2 separate regions of the Capra hircus genome follow, and region 1 is linked to region 2. The links are chromatin contacts, called in public Hi-C maps. All regions are on one chromosome and are shown on one strand. Each heading gives the region's core, a stretch centred on a gene start, on an enhancer-like site or on the middle of the called end of the contact. The rest is flanking DNA. Distances are from core to core; before and after follow the strand shown.

What was found. A called contact is a pair of places that touch in the nucleus more often than the background predicts.
Region 1: a Hi-C map of blood shows a contact between it and region 2, with 5 times the contacts expected there. The contact joins two enhancer-like sites. A contact is called at or near these places in 2 of 5 Hi-C or Micro-C datasets (both in blood).

What each region holds. Positions count from the first base shown.
Region 1 is chr25:10,213,767-10,220,089 of ARS1.2, forward strand. No RefSeq gene overlaps it. Among named protein-coding and RNA genes, the nearest start is that of SNN, 31 kb to the right of the region's middle. Within about 2 kb of position 3,170, at least 1 of the 5 cell types and tissues checked has an H3K27ac peak or open chromatin away from gene starts, as enhancers often do.
Region 2 is chr25:9,941,046-9,947,127 of ARS1.2, forward strand. It overlaps LOC102173909, which reads right to left. Exons shown (of 37, transcript XM_018039861.1): 21 at 4,625-4,738; 22 at 4,390-4,518; 23 at 3,592-3,753; 24 at 1,756-1,920. Among named protein-coding and RNA genes, the nearest start is that of RMI2, 70 kb to the left of the region's middle. Within about 2 kb of position 3,611, at least 1 of the 5 cell types and tissues checked has an H3K27ac peak or open chromatin away from gene starts, as enhancers often do.

The sequences.
Region 1 (6,323 bases), core at 1,920-4,419, 270 kb after region 2:
ACCACATTACATGTAGGTTGCTCTGGGCTGTGACAATTCCTGACTTTCCTGAGTTTTTGATCACCTTGATTCTTTCCAGGAATAATTGTCAAGTCCCTCAACTGCGGTTTGTCTGACTGTCTCATGACTTCTCTGTCCACTCAGTAGTTAAGACTCCCTGCTTCCACTGCAGGGGGCACGGCTTAGATCCCTGGCTGGGGAACTAAGATCCTGCAAGTCCCATGCCTCACCTCCAAAAAAAGAGACGAATGTAGTCTGTGTTTTGGGAGGAAGACCATAGAGGTGAAAGGGCATTGTTAACACAATCACGTCAAGGGTACATGCCCTCAAGATGACATATCACTGTTGGTGGTGACCTTGAACATCTGGCTGATTGAGGTGAATTATCTGGAATTCTTTTGTGTGTGAAATTCATCTCTCTGATATTTTGTTTTTGTTCAGTCACTCAGTTGTGTATGACTCTTTGCAACCCCATGAACTGCAGCATGCCAGGCTTCCCTGTCCTTCACTATCTCCCAGAGTCTGCTCAAACTCACTCATGTTCACTGAGTCAGTGATGCCATCCAACCATCTCATCCTGTCATCCCCTTCTCCTCCTGCCTTCAATCTTTCCCAGCATCAGAGTCTTTTCCAGTGAGTCAGCTCTCTGCATCAGGTGACCAAAGTAGTGAAGCTTCAGCTTCACCATCAGTCCTGTCAACGAACACTCAGGGTTGATTTCCTTTAGGACTGATTGGTTTGATCTCCCTGCTGTCCAAGGGACTCTCAAGAGTCTTCTCCAACACCACAGTTCAAAAGTATCAGTTCTTCAGCACTCAACCCTCTTTATGGGCCAACTCTCACACCCATACATAACTACTGGAAAAACCATGACTCTGACTAGACAGACCTTTGCTCTAAAGTGATATCTCTGCTTTTTAATACGCTGTCTAGGTTTGTCATAGCTTTTCTTCCAAGGAGCAAGCATCTTTTAATTTCACGGATGCAGTCACCGTCCACAGTGATTTTGGAGGCTGAGAAAATAAAGTCTGTCAATGTTTCCCTTTTACCCATTTGCCAGGAAGTGATGGGACCAAATGCCATGATCTTCCTTTTCTGACTGTTGAGTTTTAAGCCAACTTTTTCACTCTCCTCTTTCACCTCCATCAAGAGGCTCTTTAGTTCCTCTTTGCTTTCTGCCATAAGGGTGGTGTCATCTGCATATCTGAGGTTATTGATATTTCTCCCAAAAATCTTGATTCCAGCTTGAGCTTCAACCAGCCTGGCATTTCAAATGATGCACTCTGCATATAAGTTAAATAAGCAGGGTGACAATATACAGCCTTGACGTACTCTTTTCCCAATTTTGAACCAGTCCGTTGTTCCATGTCCCATTCTAACTGTTGCTTCTTGACCTGCATACAGATTTCTCAAGAGGCAGGTAAGGTGGTCTGGTATTCCCACCTCTTTAAGAATTTTTCAGTTTGTTATGATCTACAGTCAAAGGCGTAGTCAATGAAGCAGATGTTTTTCTGGAATTCTCTTGCTTTTTCTATGGTCCAACGGATGTTGGCAATTTGATCTCTGGTTCCTCTGCCTTTTCTAAATCCAACTTGTACATCTGGAAGTTCTCGGTTTACGTACTGTTGAAGGCCAGCTTGAAGGATTTTGAGCATTACTTTACTAGTATGTGAGATGAGTACAATTGTGTGGTAGTTTGAACATTCTTTGACACTGCCCTTCTTTGGGATTGGAATGATAACTGATTCAGTCCTGTGGCCACTGTTGAGTTTTCCAAATTTGCTGGCAGACTAAGTACAGCACTTTAACAATATCATCTTTAAGGATTTGAAATAGTTCAGCTGGAATTCCATCACATCCACTAGCTTTGTTCGTAGCGATGCTTCCTAAGGCCCACCTGACTTCACATTCCAGGATGTCTGGCTCTAGGTGAGTGATCACACCTTCGTGGTTGTCCGGGTCATTGGGAGCTTTTTTGTATAGTTCTGTGTATTCTTGCCACCTCTTCTTAATATCTTCTGCTTCTGTTAGGTCCATACCATTTCTGTCCTTTATTGTGTCCATCTTTGCATGAAATGTTCCCTTGGTATCTCTAATTTTCTCGAAGAGATCTCTAGTCTTTCCCATTCTATTGTTTTCCTCTATCCAAAGCCCTAATTCTGGCTTCACCACTACATACTGTAATTGGCCCAAAGGGATTTGCCAGAGAGAGACAGAGCCCCCTCTATGTGCCAGGCCTGTGTGGGTAATTTTTATTCCACACAAAAGGCAGCTTTTTCACAAAATGGGGTTCAGTCTCCTCAATTTACAGACAAGGCTGAGAGAGGGGCATGGAGCCCTGGGTCACACGCTGCTGAGTGGTAGCTTCAGGGTTTGAACCCACTGGCTTCTCACCTTCCTTCCCACCCCTGCGTTGGGCTCACTAAACCTAATTGCTGACGAGCAGGAAGAAACCCAGGCCACAGAGCAGAGCACTTATACCAGTCTTGATCCCTTTCCTCTACCCTGGGCCCCCACACACCAATGAGAGACATGCCAGGCAAGAAACTTCAGCGGCTGCCGCTCTGGAAATCCTGAGTTAGAAAACGGAAAAGAGGGGAGATGAACCACAGGATGCCCGGGCTTGAAGGGTGCCTGCCACCTGGTGTCGCCCCTCCCTCACCGCCCTTTCTATACAAGGCCTCGTGGGCGCCCACCCACTGGAAGAAGCCTGGACATTTCTTCCCGGGAGTCTTGGCTCACTCCGTGGACCACACCCCGAGGCTCCTCTCCATCACTCTCTGGCCTGCTGCTGCTGCTGCTGCTAAGTCGCGTCAGTCGTGTTCAACTCTGTGCAACCCCATAGACGGCAGCCTACCAGGCTCCGCCGTCCCTGGGCTAGCGGGACTGGACTGGGTGTCGGTGAAACCAGGGGTTGCTACTCCTAAGGGAAAGTCTGGGGGTCCTGGACCCCATTCTTGACCTCCAAGCTCCCTCTGGTGCTCTCAGATCTGGGAAACTCAGTTCAGTTTTCCAAGCGGGAGCAGTGGACTAGGCAGCATTCTGAGACGCTGATTCACCCCTTGGGAGACCCTTTCCTGCTCTCTGGTTGTGGGGTCCCTCCTCCGTAAACCGTGGGTAAGAGCTGACTCCCCCGCCCAGGCTGCCCAGTCCTCCACCGGCAACCCGGATGCCGCTGGCCCGGTCGCCCGTGACCACAGCGCCCCCTTCTGTCTGGGTGCCTCTCGGCCTCGGGGCACGTCCCCTGCTCTCAGTCTCCCCCTGCAGATCATTCCTGGAAGGGCAACACGGTTGAAAGCCACCCAGAAAGAGACCAGAATTAGGTTTCCAAAGGGGCACTCCAGGGTTTCCATTCCGGCTCTACCACCTGCTAAGGGAGCCTCAATGTGCCACTGAACCCCTCAAAACTTAATCCAATGCCTTGTCATTTATAAAAGACATACAAACAGGTGAGGAGGATATCCATGCCTCTCTGTGGCAACATTTGCCCAGGAAATTATTTGCTCCAGCCTTGTCCACTCAGCGTCCTCAATGCTGAACGTCCACCACCCATCCCTGATCCTCAGCCTCGCTCCTGCATCACTGCTGAGGCCTCCCAGTGGCCTCCAGGCTCCACTTTAATCCACCCTCCCAATGGCAGCCAGGGTTCTTTCTAAAAATACAGATCTCATGAGTCACTCTCCTGGTTGCCATAGTCAGTGGTCCTCTGTCAGCCTCAGGATAAAGTCACACCCTCCACGGTATTCAAAACCTCTTCCCTCATACCTGTCAGAATGGCTATTAACAAAAAGACAAGAGATAACAAGTGCTGGTGAAGGACAGGGAAGCCTGGCGTGCTGCAGTCCATGGGGTCACAAAGAGTCAGACACGACTGAGCGACTGAACAGCATTGAGTGCTGCGAGGGTGTGGAGGAAAGGGAACTCTGGTGTGTAGAGTGGGAATGCAACTTGGTGCAGCCACTATGGAAAACAGTATGGAGGTGCCTCAAAACATTAGAAATACCGTATGATCCATCAATTCCACTCCTGGGTATATATCCTACGGAAATTAAACAGCTATCTTATAAAGATATCTGCATGTTCATTGCAGAGTTACTTACAATAGCGATATGGAAACACGCTAAGTGTCCACTGATGGATGAATGGATAGAGAAAATGTGGTATCTATATACAATGGAATATTATTCAGCCATAAAAAAAGAATGAAACCTTGCCATTTATTACAACATGGATGGACCTTGAGGACATTATGCTAAGCAAAATAAGTCAGACAAAGAAAGAAAAAATGGTATGACCTCACTTTATATGCAGAATCTAAAAAAGCCAAACGATACAGAAAACAGATTGGTGATTGCCAGAGGTTAGGGGGTAGGGATGGGGAGGCATGAAATGGGGGAAGGGGGTCAAAAGCCACAAAGTTCCAGTCATGAGATAAATAAGTCCTGTGAATATAATGCACAGCATTGGTGATTGCAGTTAACAATCATGTACTATTATGTGTTTGAAAGTTGCTAAGAGGTGAGATCTTTAAGGTTCTCATCACAAGAGAAAACACTGCAAGGCAATGAATGTTAACTAAACTTGTTGTGATGTCATTTCACAGTATATGCACATATTAAATCATTGCTGCATACCTGAAACTATACATTTTATGTCAACTGTATCACACACACACACACAAAGCCTCTTAGACCTGGACCCTGTCTTGTCTCATGTACCATTTCTTTTTCCATCCCAGGCTCTTGCATACCATCCACTGGGACCTTCTGCACCCCCTCACCTTATGGCAATTCCTGCATCTGGGCCTTTGTGTGTATTCTTCTTGCTGCTGGAAAACCTTGCCTGTATCTCTGTTTACTATTTGTCATTCAGGATACAGCTCAACTGTCTCCACCACTGAAGTCTTCCTTCCTTCCTTCCCGCTCACTGCCGTGCCCAGAGAATGGGTTCTTCCTTCCCCTTGTCCTTCAGGTGTCTGCTCAGGGTCCGCCTCCTCCAGGAAGCCATCCCTGACCACTCCGTACCCCCAAGGTCCAGAGTTGGGATAGCGTGCCTTTGGTCTATTTCTTCCTGGGGACTGAGCTCTGTGAGGTCGGAGGCTGTGTCTGAGTACTGGGGTGTCTCTGGCACCCAGCCAGAGCCCAGCATGGAGGAAGTCAGCTGGGGTTTGGCGGACAGATGAATGAATACAGGAATGAACGCATGAAAGGTCTGAACAAGCGACTTCGAGCTGGTGATCACAAGGAAGAGCTCCTGAGTGCTACTCAGAGGACCCCTTGGCTTCCTGGGAGGAGACAGATCTTGGCTCCTTTGACCCCATCTAAGCTTCAGTGTCTCCACAGGCAAACTTGGGAAAATAGTAAATCATTACCCGAGTGGTTATAAGGATTGACTGGGATCACATTGCTACTGATGCTACTAGTTTCAACCACGAGAGTCTGATGTTGAAGTTCATGGGCCCTTTAGGTGCTGGCCTCACAACAGCATTTCTAGGAGGAAGTATCCAGGACACAGTGTTCAAGGTCTCCAATGCCCGCCCCTCACCACCGGCTATAACTCTTCTAGCTGAGCCCCAGACAGGCTTTTCCAGAGGCTGGGCTTTAGCCTCCCTCAGCCTCTGCAATCCTCCTGCCATCCCTCTTCCCCTGTGACATCCATCAGCGCCTGGCCAGCTGTCGTCCAGAGTGCCCACTTCCTCCACCAACCAGCCCCCCATCCATCACCACAGCCTGGGGGACTTCAGCCCAGCTGCAGCCATCAGTCCCTGCACCCCTCCTGGGGCTGGGGTTCCTGGCAGCCTCTCTGCTTAATCCCATCTCTAGAGATCCACAGCAGCTGGGTAGGGGCAGGTCTGGGGGGCAGGTCCAGGGTGGGGGGCCAAGGAGACCTTCCATTCCAGCTGTTGGAAGGTGACCCCTCCTGTTGAGTGAGCCCTTTAGCAGGCTACCCATTGAAAGGGGATTAGAAGCCCCATTTTCACAGCAGCTGACCTGTATTGAGCACTTCCTGTGTGTCACCTGTTAAGTTGCCAAGTTGTGTCCAAGTCTTTGTGACCCCACGGACTGCAGCGTGCCAGGCCTCCCTGTCCCTCACCATCTCTCGGAGTTTGCCCTAGTTCATGTCCATTGAATCAGCGATGATATCCAACCATCTTATCCTCACAGCCTCTTCTCCTGTGTGTCAGACCCTCTGCCAAAGGAGCATTCTTTGCCTCTGCTAATTTAATCTTCAAAGCAAAATAGAAACAACCCATGAGGTTGGTTCTGTTATCATCCCACTTGATGAAGTGGGGAGACTGAGGTTCAGAGCTGTGACTTGCCCAT
Region 2 (6,082 bases), core at 2,361-4,860:
AGTCTCCTTCCAGCAGATTTCTGAGTGGGTGGGAGGAGTGGTGCCCAGGAATTCCTAGGAGATTTCACAGGCTCGGGCAGTGAGCCTGGTGCGGTGGGAGGGGCGGGGGCGGGGGGGAAGGAGGTCACGCATCTGCAGACCACACCTGGGGTGTTCCTCGTAGAAGGCCTCCTGCATCTGAGCTCCATCCGAGTCACTGAGTGGCTGGGGCCCCAGCAGCTGGGATAAGTGCCTGCCCCCCTGAATTTTGTCCCTCTTCTCCATTTGGTGTGAACACCAAACCAGGCTGGGAAAGCCCTCCCCATGCCACAGACCCCAAAATGGAGCGAGAGGGCCTGGGCAAGGGAGAAGCTGTCAAAGACAGCCACCCACGGGCTCGGGATGGAAGCAGAGGGACCAGCCGCTCCCTGACCACCCACTGCGGGAGACGTGAACCTGGGGGCACTGGGATTACACATGTGGGGGCGGCTGGCGGCCTGGCTGGCCAACGGAGAAGTGAGAGCCAGCCTTGGCAAGCCTCAGGAAGGAAAACGCTTTCGAAACCATCACAGCTCCTGGGCTCGGAAACTGGGGCTGGGTGAGCTCCAGACACAGAACGCCTGGTCCAGCTCTGGACACTGGCAGGAAATGCCCTGCGCATGAGCACTTCTTGCGTGTGCGTGCCGTGCGAGCTCTGTCTCTTTTTTTCCCAACACTTCTGCAGAGGAGGTGGGATTTGTCCCCATTTGACAGAGGGGAATACTGAGGCTAGTAAAGGGAAAGTCACAAGGTCAAGGTCAGGGAGACACAGAGATAGGCATATGGCAGCACTGATGGGGCACCTACTGTATACCCATGCTGTGTGGGTGGAAATGAGGGGTGCCCAGAACCCCCCTGACCACCTTATGAAATATATCTGATCCCCACTTACAGGTAAGGAAATGGGGCTCGGAGAGGTCCCTTTCCAATACCGTTTGGCCAGATGAGGGCAGAGCAGGTATTGAACCCTTTTTACCTCCCTGGGCTGCCAGGAAAGGGAGAGATTAGAAAAGACTGGGCCAATAATAGCCAATAATAATAGCAGCTGGGGTTTCCCAGGTGGTGCAGTGGTAAAGAATCCACCTGCTGATGCAACAGATGCAGGTTTAATCCCTGGGTCAGGAAGATCCCCTGGAGTAGGAAATGGCAACCACTCCAGTATTCTTGTCTGGAAAATTCCATGGACAGAGGAGCCTGGTGAGCTACAGTCCATGAGGTCACAAAGAGTCAGACATGACTGAGTGAGTGAACAGACTTATACAATAAAAGAAGCTAATTCTTAGTGCTGGCTTTGCACCCGGCTCTGTTCTAAGAAATATACACATGGTAACATATTTAATCCCTACAATATTAATCCCATGGGAGGTAGGACAGGTGCAGTGATTACCCCCCACTTTACAGGTGAGGAAACAGGCACAAAGAGCAGAGGTAAATTGCTAGCTAGGAAGAGGTCGGGCTGCGGTTCAAACCCAGGCAGTCCAGCCATTGCCTCTTGGTTATGGGAAGGGCTGGTGTTGGGGCAGCAGAGGAGCTGTTTTGTCTTGGTGGCAGAGGGTTGGGGGTGGGCAGGTTCAGGGGGTCCCACTACGAGTAAGCTCAGGCCCCCTCCGAGTGCCTGTCTGCAGTTCCAATACTGGCCACTAGATGTCAGGGCTGCCCAGTCAGTGGTGGTCCACTGGCCAGACAGGGAAAGATGGCCATCAGGGTATCTTCCTCTGGGGCGCGCAGCCACCTTACCTCCAGTTCCCCGGAGTAGTCATGCGTCCGGGGCCTGCTGTGGTTGCGGAGCATCAGGCTGAGGTGCAGGCCGTGATCTGGGTCTGGGGCGAGGCCTAGCTGGCATCTGGAATGTAGCAGGAGCTCACCACTGCCCAGGGTGTGCTCCCCAGAGACCAAGAGGGCCTGGAACAAGAAAGGGGGATGTTGGCGGTCAGGGAGGCACAGGAGCACAGCTTCCTCTTGCTAGGCCCTGGTCCAGGCGGCAGCCCCTCACGCCAGGACAGTCACAATAGCCTGTCCCAGCCTCCACTCCTGCCCCACCCTAGAGCCCCTCCTCCATTTCACCTTAAAAAAAACATGCAGATCAGACACTGTCCCCATGCTCAAAGCCTCTGTCTTCCCATTGTGCCTGGAGGAGAAGCCGGTCTCCTTGGCAGGTCCTGTGGACGTGCATTATCTTCCTAACCTCACCTCCTTGCTCTCTCTGTAAAAGCCACCCTGTGCTCCTCAAACACCCATCAGCATGCTCCGGCCACAGGGCCTTTGCACTGGCTGGTCTCACCACATTCTGCATTCGTCCCCTCTCCCTGCTTCGTTCTTCCATAGCATTCACTACCCCTGTCTTGTTCATCTTCTACCCACGGGACTCAGCTTCGGGAGGGCGGGCACCTGGTCCGTCCCTTTCACCGTCCTTGTCCCTGCACCTAGAACAGAGCCTGGCACAAGAAAGACCCACAAATGCTCTCTGAATGGATGGACAGATCGGGGGCTGGCAACTTCGGCTCATTGGCCAAATCTGGCTCACCGCCTGTTCTTGTAAATACGTTTTTATTGGGACTGGCCATACCCCTTCATTTACACGTCCTCCACGGTGGCCTTCTCGGCAGAATGGCAGACTTGAGTGGCTGCAACAGAGCCCATATGGTCTGCAAGACCTGAAATGTTTACTGTGACTTCCCTGGTGGCCCAGTGGTTACGAATCTGCCTGCCAACGCAGGGGACACGGGTTCAGTCCCTGGTCCGGGAAGATCTCAGTTGCCACAGAGAAACTAAACCTGGGCCCCGCAACTGCTGAAGCCCTGGTGCCTACAGCCCAACGCTCTGCAACAGAAGCCACCGCAGGGAGAAGCCCGAGCACCGCACCGAGAGCGGCCCCCGCTCGCTGCAACAAGAGGAAGCCCTCACGCAGCGACACAAACAAAGACCAAAGCCCCAACACAAACAAAAGTAAATTGTTTAAGTAAGTAAAATATTCACTACCTGGCCCTTTGGAGGAAAAGTTTGTGACCCCTGGGACTGTTAGAGAGATGAGAGGGTGTGGGGGATGGGAAAGGGGAAGGACGGATGGAAGGGAGGAGGCTGGAGGACTGGGAGGATGAAGGAGTGGATGGATGAACGGGAGGATGGATTGGAGGGTGGGTAAGTGGCTGGCTGGCTGGATGGCTGGCTGGCTGCCTGGATGGCTGGAAAGATGGGTAAAAGGTGGGTGGAGGAAGGCAGAAAAGACCAATCAACTAGCTAACAAACCCAGGGGAATGTTGGGGGATAGGGGTCCCAACTCCTCCCTCTAATAACAATGAAAACAGCAGCTTGGTTTACGTGTCGAGCACTTTCCCGGAGCCTCACCTTAAATCTCCCCATCACCTCACCTGCTGGAACCAACCGTGTCTCCCATCCCTCAGATGAAGCACCAGATGCTCAGAGAGGAGAGAGCCCTGCCCGGGGCTGCCTGCAGGCCTGTGCAGACCCGTGATGACGGGACCCAGCTCCCTCACTCACACCCCTGCCCTGGGTGGGCACCTTCCTCTCTCTTCACCCCTGGGTCCCTGGGCCCTTCCCCAGGGACAGACTCACCCTGGGCAGGTGGCAGAGCCCCAGCTGCAGGGAGTGGCGCAGCCAGTGGGCATGGTCCATCTCCACGTCCCCCTGGAAACTCTGTGTGGAGCAGGGGGCCCCGAGGACATGCTCCAGCACGGTCTCTGCATGGATCCTGTCTGGGAGGGACGGCTGGCGCCTCTGGAAGGAAGAGGGCATCTTGGGATGGGGGCTCATCCCAGAAGAGAAGGAGACCCTCACGAGAGGAGAGGAGGTGCCAGGAACCCCATCAGAGCCCTGGGCAGCCCCACAGAGGGCGTTTACACTCCGGGCAGGACCTCTGTTGGGAGACGGAGGGGCTGTGGGCCTTGGAAACCCGGAAGGGACAAGGGCACTTCCAGGCCAGCTGCCCTCATCTCTCCGTGGCCCAGCCCCTGCCCCAGGCTCTGCAGAGCAGCACTCAGTCCATCAGGAGCCCTGGGCAGATGGTGACGCTGGCAAGACCTTGACCCTGACACCTCTGGGAACCTGAGCTCCCCACCTCCCCCTACCCCTCTCCGGCAGCCCACTGGGCTCACCCACTCCTCTGTCTGCTCCCTGGGAGTGCTTGCCTCATGCTGGGCACCTTGCTTTCCTGACCTCCCAGCGCTTTCACGACATTATAGTCAGGGAAGGATACTTGTACCCATTTCACAGATGAGAAAACCAAGGTTCACAATGGAGAAATGCATTGCCTGGGGCCCCCCAGCACAATGAGCACTTATACCCAGGACCCTATGGCCCCAGAGCCAGGCACTTTCTGCAGCCAGTGGGGCTACCCAGCTCCCCAGGCCTCACCTCGTACGTCAGGTTCTGCCGCACCCGGCGTCCATCCCAGGACAGATCCAGCCACTCGCTGAGCACAGCTGGGGTCTGCGTTAAGGCCCCACAGGCCCTGAGGGCGCCCAGGCCCCAGGTGTCCTGGAGCTGACGGGGAAGAGGATGGTGGATGTGACTGGGGCGCAGGGGGGCAGCACAGGGCCCGGGGTTTGGGGGAGCCTGGTGCCGGGTTGGAAGGGCAGGCAGTGCGTACCTGCCCCGGGGAAGCAGCCACGCAACCATCCCAGGAGGCGCTCTGCGCCGAGGACCTGTCGGCCCAGGTGAGCTGCAAGGCCAGCGGCTGCCCTCCGTTCCAGGCAAGCTGCACCTGCGTGGAGACGCGGCCAGTGGCAGGAGGACGGGAGAAGTGGGGCGGAGGAGAGGCTGAGGTCCCCCCATCTGTGTGTCAGGGTGGGGAGGGAAGAGGGAGGGAGAGGTGCAGAGCCTGGGCGGGGGGAGGTGGAGAAGCTGGTGGTCCCCTTGCCCACCCTCTAGGGGATGGAGGTGGCAAGCGGGAGTTGAGACAGACTTCTCTTCTGGCTCATGCCTGTAAGAGCGCAGAGCCACGCTCAGACTGCAGACCTGAAGTGTTTACTGGGTGGAAAAATCCCCATTCTCAACACATTTCCCAGGACAGGGAAATCTGAGCCCCTCACTGGGGCCTGTGGGTCGAAGCCCTAAGCCGCAATGTGACAACATCAGGAGGTGTTGGGAGGCGATTAGGGTTAGATGGGGTGGGGTTGGGGGGGTCACGATGGGATCCATGCTCTGTAAGAAGGACCCCACAGAGCTCACTCCCTGACATGTGAGGACACAGAGAAAAGGCTTCAGACCAAGAAGAGGGCTCTTACCAGAACCTGACCATGCTGGCCCCTTGATCTTGGACTTCTAGCCTCTAGGCTGTGGTTTAAGCCACCCAACCTGTGATGTTTTGCTATGGCAGCCCCGAGCTAAGACAGCGGGTCTGCCCCCTCACCTGACCTCAGCTCTCCCCCCTCACCAGCCCCCACCCCATCATTTCCTCCGTGCTGGTCTTAACTGCCTCTGGCTCCTCCTGAAGCTCCCAGCCTGTTCCCACCTCAGGGCCTTTGCACTTGCTGCTCCTCCAGCTCGTCCGGGCTCCCCTTCATCCACGGGTCCTCAGCTGACAAGCCACCTCCTCCATGAAGCCCTCTCTGACCACCCCATCTAAAGTCCCCTCCCTACCGGACTCCAGTGACTCTCTCTCTTAGTACCCTCCTTACTTTCTTTATAGAGCTTATCACAACTCTTAATTTTTTATTCACTCATTCTCTTGAGTTTTGGTCTTTTTGCCTGGCACACACTGGCCTACCGTCTCCCATTTCATAGGAAAAAAAAAAAAAAAAACCCTGAGGCTTAGAGAGGTGCTGAAGATTGCCCAAAGCCTCCCAGTCAGATGCAGAGTCCAAGCTGCCCTGTGTGAACCCCTGCAGTGACCAGCTAAACAAACCAGCGCATCAGTGATGAACCAGACATGCTCGTGAACTGCTCCTCCCACTAATATGTGAGCTTTATCCATGCAGGGACTACGCCTGCACCTCAACATGTCCTGGAACACATTAGGTGCTTAACGCAGTCCCAGTGAAGGAATGAGTGCATGAAGGGCCCCCTGGGGTTCCAAGCTTCAGGACACTGTGATCCCAGAGGCGTC